Regions from separate parts of the Sus scrofa genome. Here region 2 is linked to region 1. Evidence: chromatin contacts called from public HiChIP or PLAC-seq data. All regions are on one chromosome and are shown on one strand. Each heading gives the region's core, a stretch centred on a gene start, on an enhancer-like site or on the middle of the called end of the contact. The rest is flanking DNA. Distances are from core to core; before and after follow the strand shown.

Region 1 (3,861 bases), core at 1,235-3,734:
AGGTCCCAGAATTTACAGAATCTGACCCAAAATAGGCCCCAGGAAGAGGAAGAGTTAGGGTGCCTGAGGAGTCTAGATAGCAGGAGTTAATGGGCAGTTCCTTCAAGGGAGGACAGATTTTCTCCCCGTCTGTTCCTGTGCTCAAGGTCCAAATTCTTGGAGGAAAGAGTGTGGGTAGCCTGGTTTGGGTCACTTGGTCACGCATACTCCTTGGCCACAGCACTTTAATGGACATCCTCTCCCAGACTCTCTACCATGGGTTGGGACAGTTTCCCACAGGTAATCAAGGTGCTCCATCAAAAAGGAGGAGAAGGGGGATGGAGAGCAGACTAGACACTAGACCACAGCACACACACCCTGGCCCCTCCCTTCCTTCTGACCTTAGACCAATATTGCTGTCTTGCTCCACAGTGGCCTCTCACCCATTAGCCATGCCTCAGGTGGTTATTTAAATTGTGTGCTGTAGAATCATGGTCATAGCCATCACTGGGCCTTACATTGTGGCTGTCGCCCTCCTGAGGGGGAAATTTCCTCTCTTAATCCTCTTGTTTCTTCCTCAGGACTATGTTTGCATATAGGGCACTGAGCATAATCTTCTTTAATGGTTTTGAGGTTGTGGTCACAGATTCAAGTGTACACAGAAAGAGGCCAGGCAGGAAATGTCGATGGTGACAGACAGTAGGGAGTGTTGGGGACCTGAGGTACACTGGACAGCTGAGCCCTGTGTAGCCAAAATCAGACTTTTGCTTTTTTTTTTTTTTTTTTTTTAAGGCTGCACCTGTGGAAGTTCACAGGCTATGGTCGAAGTGGAGCTACAGCTGCTGGTCTATGCCACAGCCATGGCAACACAGGATTTAAACCACATGTATGACCTAGGCTTCAGCTTAAGGCAACACCAGATCCTTAACCCACTGAGCGAGGCCAGGGATTGAACCTACATCCTCATAGACACTATGTTGAGTTCTTAACCCACTGAGCCACTATGGGAACCCCCCAAAATCAGACTTTTAAAAAGAACAGTGGGAGTCTTCTTGTGGTTCAGTGGATTAAGGATCCAGTGTTGTCACTGCAGTGGCTTCGGTCACTGCTGTGTTGCAGGTTTGATCCCTGGCACAGGAACCTCCACATGCTTTGAGTACAGCAAAAAAAAAAAAAAAAAAAAAAAAAAGACTGTGTGGACCAAACAAACCTCATGTGAGAGCTTTAAGACCAGAGGACCATCAGTCTACGGAACGAACCAATCACTAGGAACAAGCCAGAAATGATGTGTCAACTTTTCACCCTTCACCCTGCAGCGTGGCTCCCCTCAGACCATGTGACGTTCTGCTTAAGTGAAGGAAGGGGAGCGGAGGAGACCCCCACTGGGAAACAGACTGTAAGTTAATATCTTAAAATATTTTCCAGCTCTTTCCACATTTGGCTAGGATAGACCCTTGTCTTGGGCTCAACTACATAAAATGGCTATAGAGGCACAATGCCTGGCTCAGACAAAAGCTGCTTTGACCATTGAGAGAGGAGAGTCTGGATCAGAAGGATCAATTTTGTGATGAATCAGTGAATGATGCTGAGTGGAACTAATCAGGCTTGCATTGTGTCACCCTTTCATGGCTGAGTGATTTGAAACCTGGCCACTCTCCAGAGATTTCTTCATGGCCTCTGTTGGCTTTCTGAGCATGTGTACAAACACACCACATACATATGCACACATAGGGAGGACAAGAGAATGTGGAAAAGTGCACTTGAGGGATAAGAAGCCTCAGAGAGATGCTAGAGGCATCCTGGACAGGACTAGAAACAAAGAGAAATGCAAGACGATGACGACCAGTGGAAGGAATTTAGCTCGATCTGCCTCTCGGGAGTCAAGGAGGTCTCAGGGAAACAGAGCCCCGGGTAACAAATTAACTCCTCAGCAAGGCAAATTCCTGGAGGATTAAAGGATAGGGAGCATTCCTAGCAGCACTTCTAGTGACTGAAGCCATGGGAATAGGAAGGGTAATCAATTAATTTTCCTCTCGGGAGTCTCACTGACATTGTTCCTCAAAGCATTGGGTGGATCTCCAAAGCCATGTTAAGTCAGGCCTGGATTCCCCATCCTATTAGTTAAGGTTATGTTGGTTTCAGGGAAGAGAAATGGACTTTGGCTGACTTGAACAAAAAAGGGGATTACTGGAAAGCCCCTGGAGCTTTTATGAAATCAGAGGGAGGCTGAACCCCATCTCAGGGAGGGAAGACACTGAGCTCCAGCGCTTGGTGGTTGTGACATTGATGTGACTGTTTGAGTGTGTCTGGGCTTTCGGCTCTTTAAGGAAAGTGGGTCTTATGGGCCCTGTGACTTACCTCAGGTTCCGTAGAAGCAGAGGGATACTGGTGCAAATGATTCACTGGGGAGTGCTCAGGAGAAACTTAATAGGCAGGGACATAGGATGGAGCAGGATCTAGAGCTGCAAGTCTAGCCTCAGCCTGATCCCACTGTGGAATCTAAAGAATGCAGGGCACTACAGCTATCCCACCTGACACAAGGGAGCCTGCCTTTTGGACCCCCATATCCATCAGTTATGGACAGTGGCTTGCCTTATGTGGGGGTGGGGCATAATTTCTCAAGCGTTCTGGGAAAAGGCTATTCAAGAGCAGGGGCAGCTGTGAGCTGTTAGCAGCCAGCACTCACAGCAGCTGGTGGAGGTGCACTGCCCAGGCAAGGGGGTCTGGGCAGAGCCCCAAGTGAACCCATGTGCCTGGCATGAGTGAGGTGTCCACCCAAGGGCAATCAATCACTTGAGAGAGAGAAGAGGTGGAACTTTGAGATCTTGGCATGCAGGGGCTGCTTCCAGAGGAAAGCAAACAGAAGGGTGAAGGACAGCTCTGCCAAAGGGTGTCCATTTAAATCATTTCCACTGAGAGTGCCCTTCTGGCCAGTAATTTTTTACAATATTATTTTTCATATTTTTTCCATGGTGGTTTATCATAGGATATTGAATATTGTTGCTTGTGCTATACAGTAGGACTTCATTGTTTATCTATTCAATATATAATAGTTTACATCTGCTAATCCCAAATTCCCATTTAGTCCTCATCCCTCCCTCATGGCAACCACAGGTCTATTCTCTATATTTTTTGTGAGTCTGTTTCTCTTTCATAGATAAGTTGTGTCCTTTTTTTTTTTTTTTTTTTTTTTTCTTTTTTGGCTGCCCTGGGCCAGGGATCAGATCCAAGTTGCAGTTTCGACCTAAGCTACAGCTGCAGCAATGTTGGATCTTTAACCCACCGTGCCAGGCAGGGGATTGAACCTGTGTCCCAGCGTTCCCAAGACACCACTGATCCTGTTGCACCACAGCAGGAACTCCATCTGTGTCCTATTTTAGATTCCACGTATAAGTGATAAATGGCATTTGTCTTTCTCTTTCTGACTGATTTTGCTTAGTATGAGAATCCTAGGTCCATGCATGTGGCAGCAAATAGATCCTTTTTTATCTGGCTGGTAAATGATATTACTTACCTAACCTCTGTGTGTGTGTGTTTGAATTTGTGACCCCAGATCTAAACCCCTTAATGAAGATTTAGGTGTCTAGGTATTACCCAGAAGTGGACTCTATAGGTATTAGGTATGAATGTGTTCTGCTTTAGTAGACATTGCCAAAGAGCTCCCCAGAATTTTTTTTTCCTTTTTATTAGCGAGGTTACCCACTCCTTTTCAGGTCTCAAACTTTGTGTGTGTGTGTCTGTCTGTCTGCCTGTGTATATACTCTTTTACTTCTTTTTACAGTTGCACCTGCAGTATATGGAAGTTCCCAGGCTAGGGGTCAAAATGGAGCTGCAGCTGAGGCCATAGCAACAGCAAATCTGAGTCACATGTGTGACGTATGC
Region 2 (3,745 bases), core at 728-3,227, 140 kb after region 1:
CTTTCTACTTTTGACCCCATATTATTTTTAAATGCCTACTGTATCCACAGTAATTTCCACAATAGGGAGATTTCAGCAGCCATTTGCATACAGTTAGATAATGTGTGATTCCCACAGGGGAAGACTTATTTTCCAATCTGAATAATGGCTTTTCTGATAAATTATTGTAAAATATTGGTTATTCCATGGTCTTTTGAGCTAAATATTCTGAGTAGGCCGTATAGATAAGCCTTTTTGGATCAAGGCTTATTACCTCTATCAACCTTTGGGTTAGTATCATTTCCTCTATTAGATATCAGTTGGAACCCTTGCGATACTTCCTGGTCAATATTTTGTTCTAGAAATACCAATTTGGCGTGGAGGGTAGATGAAAAGAGGCTCATAACAAGAAGCAGGCTGACTTGCTAGGAGGCTGTTATGGTGACTGAAATAGTCCATTGACCGCCAGTAGTCCTAGCAAGGGCAGGGGATACATTTGGGAGAGTTTTGTCTGAAACAGCAAATGCAAAAGGAATCACACTGAGGGTGAATGGGTGTGTGAAATCTTCCCAGAGTAGGTAGGCAAGGCAGAGCCCGCATCTGTGGCTGGGGAAGCACCGTGGGTGGAGCTGAAGGAGCAGGTGAGCAGAGAAGGGCCAGGCAAGGCAGAAGCGGGCAGCTCCCTGCACCAGAGGCCAGGACAGGAATCTGGTGGCTCTCGGTTCCAGACAGCTGCCCTGGCTGGAAGCTTGGTGTTTGGAGTGGAATTTCAAAATGTGTGAAATAAATGGCTGAGATGAGGGACTTGTACTTTTGAAAACAGGAAGAAATGAGTGATTCTATGAGAAGGAAGCAGCACATTTTGATAGTAAATTGATGGGATTAAGAATTAAAAAAACAAGATCCTGAAGCTTCAGTGTTAGTCCCAGAAATGAGAATTGTTCTTTTTCAATACCAGAGGTAGCTTTTGGGGAGAGAGTTTTATAACCCCATTACTTTTAGGGTGACAGTAACCAATTAGAAAAACCTTTTGCATTAAATATTATTGGGGTAGCTGTAACCTTAGTTACATGAAAAAGTAGGGGAAAAAAAGTTTTTTTGGTCTTTTTAGGGCTGCATCTGAAGCATACGGAGGTTCCCAGGCTAGGGGTCGAATCAGAGCAGCAATGCCAGATCCTTAACCCACTGAGAGAAGCCAGGGATCGAACCTGCGTCCTCATGGATGCCTGTAGTCAGATTCATTTCCACTGAGCCATGATGGGAACTCCAGAAAAATTCTTAAGTAGGGTAGATTCAGTTTTGGTTTATCTCCTATAAGCCTTATTATAATCATTTCAGGTGATTTCTCTTAAATTTGGATTGGTGGAAGGAATTTTTATCCCCTAGCATTTCTAAACTTCTCATTTTAAATTGCTTCTTAAGTCAGATATACAGCTAATAATTTATAGCCCTATCCATAACACATTATCACATATTTATTTCATTAATATTAAGCATTTATTTCAGTAATATTAAGTGTACATTATGTGCAGAGCACTTAGCTAGAAAAAGATGGATTTGAGAAGCTAAGACAGGGCCCTTATCCTTACATACCTATGTAATGTTAAGAAAGCATAATAAATGTCATAAAGAGGAGTGTAAAAAAATGCAAGGAAAAGCTGTAGTTAACCAAGGAGAGTTACGAAGAAGGTGAAAATTGGGCAGAACCTTAAAGGTTGGTTAGACTTAGATGGGAGGTGGGGAGGAAAGGGCACTTGGGGGTAGGAGAGCAGGGAAGGCCAGAGGGCTCTGGACCTTTGGGCTGCACGTGAGGTTGACAGGGGCCCTGCTCACTGACAGAGATCCTTGTTTAAAGCTCTACCTGTATGCGTCATGGCTTGAAGAGAGAATTTTCTTCTAAAATGCTGTTGCAACACGAATGCTAGAGCTTCTCATAGTGTAGAAGCTTTAGAACCTGTGCACTTGTGCTTTGTCTCCTTCTGCGGCATGTCCCCCTCTGCACGGCAGGGGGCGTCACTGCCTCACGGTCACACCTCACCTCTGTGAGGTGGCTCATTGTTCTCTTCTGTTCTAGGAGATGCCAACAGACAAATTAGTGAATACAAGTTTAAGCTTTCAAAAGCAGAACAGGATATAACCACCTTGGAGCAAAGTGTAAGTCCTTGTGTATGGTACCAAGCGGTTTAAATCCTCTTGACATACATCTGCTTCCTGCATCTAAGTGGTTAATCCCCGAGTGTTGAGGTCTGATCTCATTCAAGTGGGAAAGCCGGCAGGGATCACCTGGCAGAGCACTTCAGCCTTCTCTTTTCTGTGTAAATAGAGAACGATAGCTATAATTCTCTTTCTTTTACTAGTATTTCAAGAGCATTCAAGAAGACTGTAGTTTATAACATAATCCCTTATTCACCATTTCATAAAGTCTAAACACTTCCCCATCCAGGGGGTCTCCTCCTGCAATGATACTGTGGCACTTAAACAGTATGGTCGTCTTAAAACTTAACATGGGAAATTGGCCCTGTAATGTCTCTACAGTTGTCATCCTCTCTGGGGACAGTTCCTGATTTATAAATAAATAACATGTGGGTTCTGAGAGGGCCTATGACTCACACTGAGGGGACTTGTTAGTGTTAGATTACTTAGGATCTGTAATGACATCCTATTTCCATCTTGGCTGCAAAAATGTGGTGGCTTCTTGTGCCTGGCACTGAGGGCTGTGTGTCCTATTTACAGATTAACCGCTTGGAGGGACAGGTGCTAAGATATAAAACCGCTGCTGAGAATGCCGAGAAAGTTGAGGATGAGCTGAAAGCAGAGAAGAGGAAGCTACAACGAGAGGTACTTGCTTTATTATGCTTCTTAGAATACATCCCTACAAAGAAAAACTCCTTTGGAGATAATTTCTTTGCTGGGTAAGAATCCCGATCCTGGGTCGTTTTGGTGGCATGGCAGTGGACTGCCTTACTTTTCTGTGTTGGTTTTTGACCTGCATGGTGACTGCCAATTACTTTAATGTTTTGGTCAGTTAGATAATAAGAAAAGGGGTAGTTTTTATTTTTGTTTTAGATGAGGTCTCTTCCTCATGTCCCCTCTGTGATTAATGCTCAGCATCACTGGTTAACACCACTGGCTGGCTGGGGAAAAAAAAAAGGAAAAAGCAACCATGGGATGGTGTGCAAGGTCATCGTGACTGGCAGTGCTTCGTTCCCCACCAAGTGGAAAGGAAGGTCATGCTGGGTTTTCTTTTTTTTTTTCCTTTTTTCTGTCTTTTCTCTTTTTAGGGCCGTAGCCGTGGGCACATGGAGGTTCCCAGGCTAGATTGGAGCTGTAGCCTCTGGTCTACACCACAGCCACAGCCACACCAGATCCGAGCCACATTTGTGACCTACGCCACAGCTCACGGCAATGCTGGATCCTTAACCCACTGAGCGAGGTGAGGGATTGAACCCCCAGCCTCATGGTTCCTAGTTGGATTCGTTTCCGCTGTGCCACGACGGGAACTCCGGTTTTTGTTTCTATTTGAAATGACTGAGCTCTTCCCGTCTCCAGTTACGAACGGCACTGGACAAGATTGAGGAGATGGAGATGACCAACAGCCACCTGGCCAAACGGCTGGAGAAGATGAAGGCCAACAGGACGGCACTACTGGCCCAGCAATAGGGAGGCCGCCCGCCCGCCTGCCCGCTGGGATGACCTTTCGTCCATTGACTCCACCCCTTTCAGTACTGTTCCAGCTTTGTCATTCAAATAGCCGCCTTTGTACTTT

What was found. HiChIP or PLAC-seq counts read pairs in DNA pulled down with a chosen protein or histone mark.
Region 2: a contact with region 1 is called in an H3K27ac HiChIP or PLAC-seq map of alveolar macrophages. The contact joins two enhancer-like sites. A contact is called at or near these places in 1 of 5 promoter capture datasets (fetal skeletal muscle), 4 of 47 Hi-C or Micro-C datasets (embryonic fibroblasts, epiblast stem cells, liver and 1 more) and 2 of 2 datasets of contacts at active chromatin or transcription factors (alveolar macrophages and skeletal muscle).

The regions. Positions count from the first base shown.
Region 1 is chr13:21,649,002-21,652,862 of Sscrofa11.1, forward strand. It overlaps LOC100737115. Among named protein-coding and RNA genes, the nearest start is that of LRRFIP2, 16 kb to the right of the region's middle. Within about 2 kb of position 2,485, at least 18 of the 83 cell types and tissues checked have an H3K27ac peak or open chromatin away from gene starts, as enhancers often do. A contact at or near this core is called in alveolar macrophages, fetal skeletal muscle and skeletal muscle, where this site is marked.
Region 2 is chr13:21,785,509-21,789,253 of Sscrofa11.1, forward strand. It overlaps LRRFIP2 (leucine-rich repeat flightless-interacting protein 2), which reads left to right. Exons shown (of 29, transcript XM_021071626.1): 27 at 2,054-2,133; 28 at 2,713-2,817; 29 at 3,529-3,745. The coding sequence ends at 3,639. Among named protein-coding and RNA genes, the nearest start is that of MLH1, 90 kb to the right of the region's middle. Within about 2 kb of position 1,978, at least 10 of the 83 cell types and tissues checked have an H3K27ac peak or open chromatin away from gene starts, as enhancers often do. A contact at or near this core is called in alveolar macrophages, fetal skeletal muscle and skeletal muscle, where this site is marked.